Linked DNA regions of Ovis aries: region 1 is linked to region 2. A link is a contact called in public Hi-C data. All regions are on one chromosome and are shown on one strand. Each heading gives the region's core, a stretch centred on a gene start, on an enhancer-like site or on the middle of the called end of the contact. The rest is flanking DNA. Distances are from core to core; before and after follow the strand shown. Region 1 holds the start of TEX14 (testis expressed 14, intercellular bridge forming factor). Region 2 overlaps TEX14 (testis expressed 14, intercellular bridge forming factor).

Evidence for each region. A called contact is a pair of places that touch in the nucleus more often than the background predicts.
Region 1: a Hi-C map of liver shows a contact between it and region 2, with 5 times the contacts expected there. The contact joins the promoter of TEX14 here to the enhancer-like site in region 2. A contact is called at or near these places in 13 of 16 Hi-C or Micro-C datasets (blood, hypothalamus, liver and 6 more).

What each region holds. Positions count from the first base shown.
Region 1 is chr11:9,330,294-9,332,993 of ARS-UI_Ramb_v3.0, reverse strand. It overlaps TEX14 (testis expressed 14, intercellular bridge forming factor), which reads left to right and starts at 1,312. Exons shown (of 32, transcript XM_060395121.1): 1 at 1,312-1,488. The coding sequence starts at 1,433. It also overlaps the pseudogene LOC114117105.
Region 2 is chr11:9,258,106-9,260,805 of ARS-UI_Ramb_v3.0, reverse strand. It overlaps TEX14 (testis expressed 14, intercellular bridge forming factor), which reads left to right. Exons shown (of 32, transcript XM_060395121.1): 9 at 343-466; 10 at 1,754-1,932. Among named protein-coding and RNA genes, the nearest start is that of TEX14, 72 kb to the left of the region's middle. Within about 2 kb of position 1,280, at least 20 of the 54 cell types and tissues checked have an H3K27ac peak or open chromatin away from gene starts, as enhancers often do. A contact at or near this core is called in liver, where this site is marked.

The DNA.
Region 1 (2,700 bases), core at 63-2,562, 72 kb before region 2:
AAGTGCTAAAGCCAGGTCAGCGGAAAGGGCTAAGATCCTAGAGGAGGGAATTGGGAGCGAATGTGGAATGAGGGGCTTCCAAGGTGGCGCTAGTGGTAAAGAACCCGCCTGCCAATGCAGGAGACATAAGAGATGCAGGTTTGATCCCTGGGTGGGGAAGACCCCTCTCGATCCCCTGGAGGATGGCACGGCAACACTCAGATCTCATAGCCAAACATTGGTTCAGTAGATGATGTTCATGCTTTCACTTTGAGAAACACTGGTGGGAAAAGCATTCATTTGTACTTTTGAAATAAAGGAGAAGCTAAATTGTTCTCACTCCTATAAAAAGAATGGGTGTGATTGGATTAGGATTGTGGTTCTCAATTCTGTAAAACCTTAGGGTCCCTTTCTATAACAAATAGTAATATTTCCTTTACTATTCATAGTATATTCATGGAAAATATGAATATTCAAGATGTTTCTAGAAATGTAATTTATATAAGTTCTCCCACAATTGATATAAATGTTCTAACTAATATATAGGAGACAAAATATTATAATAAAGTGTTTTAATATGCAAATGCTTGGCCTGGCTACCCAAGGAAACCGAAATGTCCCCACAAACTTTCAAAATCACCCCTTGAGAGCAGTGACATAGTCACTGAGAAGCACTGATTTAGGTGGAGGTTTAAAACATGAGGGTAGAGGGGACTGAAAAGATGTGTATAAGAAGAATGCCAAATAGCAGTGAAGATGTGACTGCAGTTCACGTGAATTTGGGGTAGGAGGATCACAACTTCCTCCAGCAGTGCTGGGGAGACCAAGAGTAGGATCTGGGACCACATGCAGGAATTGTGCTCTGCTGAAGCAGGAGGAAGATGAGATGGTTGAGGGGCTAGTGGGTCACATGGTATCTAGAGTCTGAAGAATCTAGAGACCTGAAAGGTCAGACTCCCCTCTGTCAATAAGTAGTCAGGAGGCAAGAGAAACTTACCTTGGTTCAAAACATAAAATGCTGGGAGAATAGAATAGCAACAAAACAGGATATATATATATAACTTAGCCAAACACAGAGATGAGGAGAAAGGAAAAATACAGAGGGCAACGGTAGGGATGGACTCCGTCTATTCCCTGAGGATTCTGCCCATTCTGAGAGGCGGATGGGGGATGTGAACAGAGCAGGGGCAGGAGATAAAGCCTGGGTGAGGCCTGCGCTCAGTGAGGGATCTCACTAGCTGTTTCCTCTTCATTCTGCACAAACTGATTCTGAGAGGAGAAGCTTATCTCGAATCGTGCAGCTTGAACACCGGAGTCCAGCCTCAAGCCCGTAGCCAAGATATTCTCGCGTCGGATGCCCGGCTCCTCTCCCTGATCTGGTCTGAAGCGTTGGGAGCCAGGCAAGGATGAAGTCGACTGACGACTGAACAATTCTTCCGCGTGGGTGTGCCCCATGGGACTCCACACTGGGAGATCCGGAGACCTTCAGTTAGCCTGCCTTGGGACGCGGTGGGTTTCTGTCGGGAAAGGATCCGGGCGCGGCGAGTTGTTGGAGGAGGCGGCCGGCAGGGGGCGCGGTGGTGTAGGCACAGGGATGGCTCAGGGCGTTTGGAACGGCTTTCCCCGGAAATACGGGGTTATCTATTAACAATAGTAAAATACAGTTCGAAACTATGTTTATTTGGATCGCTAAGATAAAGGTCAATTGGAATCGTTTCAGGAGTGACCCAGACCTTAATATAGTGGTGTGCGCAGCAGCGGGTAGTGCCAAGGTCAGCCTCGGGGAAGATAACCAGGGTCGGGTGGTTTTCCCGGGGCGAGGCTCATCCATTGCACCCTAGATGAGCTGACCCCAGCGATTTCCCCAGATGTGGATAACTCGGTTGCATAATTTGTGGTAGTGGGGGACTGTGTTGGTGCTTTCCCCTGTCCTCTTTGTATCTTAAAGGGGTCTAGTGGCTCATCTCTAATGCTGAAGGGGTTATCACATAAAAGTAGGTGGGTAGTGGTGAGTACAATACACAGACGTAGTGAAATAGAGATCTTAAATACTAAACCACTATGGAACGTTCTTCTGCCAGGTACAGGCCTTTTGGGTTTTGTCAGGATTATTTATTTAACTTCAGCTGTCTGAGCTTTAGGACCTGAGTTTACCTGAATGGTTTTGAACGTTTTTAGTTTTGGAGTGTTACAATATCTCAATTTTTTTTAGGCTGGTTATATTTTGCAGTTATATACCATTTTGGGTGTATGGGGATAAGAAAAGCATGTTATTAAAACTGTTTTCAGTTCTTTTAGCCTTTTATATGTGGTTACCAAAACTTGTAAAATTACATGTTGTTCACATTATATTCTGTTGGCCATCATTTCTCCCTTATTTTGAAAAAGTCTCCAGGAGGTCTTGCTGTATTACTTCTATAACATGCTTCCCCTTCCTGGAATGCCCTGCCTTCCCTCATCAATCTTTGACACTCAGCTCTCACTTGTAGCTGCCTGGGATCCACCCAAACTGCCACAGAATCTAAGATGGACTGAAACATTACTCGGTACTGAAGGCACAGTGCTGCATAAGGTGCTTCTTTTAAAATCAGAAGAAAAAAAGATGAATTTTTAGGTGGAAGAAAATGTATATAACAATGTAATCTTTTTATATTAATACGTTTTTCATGGAGGAAGGGTCCACAAAGACAAAGGTGTATAGGATCCTTCAGTCATAATGTG
Region 2 (2,700 bases), core at 31-2,530:
ATGTGTGACCTTGGGCCTGACCTCTCCCTGGCCTTTGCTTCTTGATCTCTATGAGTGTAACTGTAATGGCACCTTTCCTGTAGCTAGTTGTTAGGATCAAGGTGATGTATGTCGAGTCCCTTTCTCAGTAGCTGTTAGTGACATTGTCATTGATGACCCTAAGCCTTCAGGTTCTGATCAGTGAAAAGCCGAGAATTCCATCGACAGAGAACTCAACCCCTACCCCATCCCACTTTCTTAGCAAAACATTGTGTGTAAATAGAATTTGTGTGGAATGTGTTCAGGGAGCCCAGAAGAAAGGAAAGCGCCCATCGTTCCATCCTGTCCTCTTTGCCTCTGCAGCAAGTTGCGGCACCCCCACCTGCTGCAGCTGATGGCTGTGTGCCTGTCCCCGGACCTGGAGAAGACCCGCCTCGTGTATGAGCGCGTCACGGTGGGCACGCTGTTCAGTGTCCTCCACGAACGGGTGAATGCCTGTTTCCCTGCATTTTCCCCTTGCTGCCTTTCCCCGCCACTCCAGCTCTCCTTTCCCTTTCTCTCTCTTCTTTTACCCCAGGAGCAGAGTTCCCATTCGTGCACGCATAGAAGAGAAATCTCCTAATTCTTTACTCTGAGGGGGGCTGTATAATGCACCGTTTAAAGCTAATCAGCACATTGGAACTAGTGTGATTTTATTATTGTTAGTCTGGCTTTTTAAATCACACATCTGAGAGCTCAGTAGACCCAGAAAACACACAGCCGCACTTGTAGCTCACAGTAACCAAACAGTCTCTGGCCTTGTTTCCTGGCATTTTCCCTTGTGCCCTAACGCAGGGGCCCTCAGCCTCCTAGAGCCTGATGGTCTACGATGGCGCTGATGTAATAATAGAGATAAAGTGCGCAGTGAATGTGGCGTGCTTGGAGCATCTGGAGACTTTACCTCCCCCGCCCCCATCTTGTGGAAAACTTGTCTTCCGCAAAACTGGTCCCTGGTGCCAGAAAGTTTGGGGACCGCTGCCCTCTGGGACCTTTATATGCAAGGTCTTGTCTGTCCCTTCCTACTTTTCAGCTTTCCTGGAGGAGGGTATGGGACACACAGACTCCTTGGGAGCTTGCTTTGGCCTGAAATGTGACTTCCAAAAGGTCCTGACAGATTGGTTTTTCTTTCTCCATGGCTTTGTTTTGAAGACCCTGGGTTGGAGTGAGAAAAGAGCCTGCAGGAAGGGCTCTTCCCTGAAACGGCTCATCCCTCCTCCTGCCTGGGTTTCGGTTTCGCCTCTCAGTGTTAGAGTTCCCTTTCCTCTCCTCGGGGGAGGGCGTTGACTTACAATGCCACTTCTGGGGAGAGAAGAGAGCTCCTGTGACTGGGTGTCTTAGTATGAGGGGATTTCTGTCCTCCTGGAGTGAACTTTCTAGGTCCTCTGACTGCAGCAGGGGCTGGATTGTCCTTTGTGTGTCAAGTTCTCCCGCAGCACAGGCTTGGCATTGCCAGTGGCGGTGGGGCCCACACTGGAGGTGCAGACCAGGTTTGAGGACTTTTCTCCTCATTTTTCTTGTAATATCAAGCAGCTTGGCTAAGGGAGAGGAACCCAGGTTTGGAGTCAGGGGCCCTGAGTCAGTGGGACCTCAGGCTGGTCACTTAACCTCATTGAATCTTAGGTTCCCCACCATGACAGCAGGTGGCTGTCATGACACCAGGTGGCTGTCATGAAGGTCAATACAAAAGACTGGAAACTGTGAAGCCCTTTGCAGCATTCTTTGTTCTTGCTTATAGCGGGCCCAGTTCCCCGTGTTGCACATGGAGGTGATCGTGCACCTGCTGCTCCAGATCTCCGATGCCCTGAGATACCTGCATTCCCGGGGCTTTATCCACCGCTCCCTCAGCTCCTACGCCATCCACATTGTCTCCACAGGGGAAGCGAGGCTGGCCAACCTGGAGTACATGATGGAAAGGTGGGCGCACCTCGATCATGACTTCCAAACAGGGTCTCCCCAGGGTGGGTGCTTTGCTGTAGAGAGAGAATCTGACCTGGGCAGGATCCCTCATTGGTGGGCTGAACTGCCTTATCAATGGAGGAAGAGGTTTCCCAGTGTCTTCCCCTGTCAGCCCAGGTTAGAGGGGCTTTGGGGAAGTTACTTCTGTTCATTATAATGAATATTTGACAGGCATGAGCACATGTTAGCCAGACTGTAAGTTTTCAGAATTTTCTGTGGCTTCACACAGCCCAAGTATTTCTCACTCACCTTGCCATGCAGCGTGTGTGTGTTGGGAAGGGGTGGCATTCACCGTGCTCTGCATTCCTCCCTTCCGGGGCTCCACTGGCCCCCAGGCCTCAGCCTCCCACTGTGTCCTCCGCATCGCTGCTCATTGAGAAAGAGCAAGCCTGGAGGGACGCGTGGAGGGATTTAGGGACTACCGGAAGTAGGTATATCATTACTTCCCACTTTACAAGGCCCAGCACCCAGTCACCTCTTCCCTGCAGGCAGGCTGGGAAATGCACCACAGCTGTGCATCCTGGAAGATGTGAGAAGGCGGTGGGTGCTGGTGAGCCTTATGATCCTGACCTGAGTAGGTGGGGCTCAGTGCAGGGAGGGAAGTAGAGATGAAAACATCATCTTTACTCGAGGTTTCGGGCATGGGCTTCATTTCCCATTTGGCAGAAGTCAGAGTCCTCCTGAGAGTGGAGGGCTGGCCCCCATCTCCTGCCCCTCAGTTCTGGG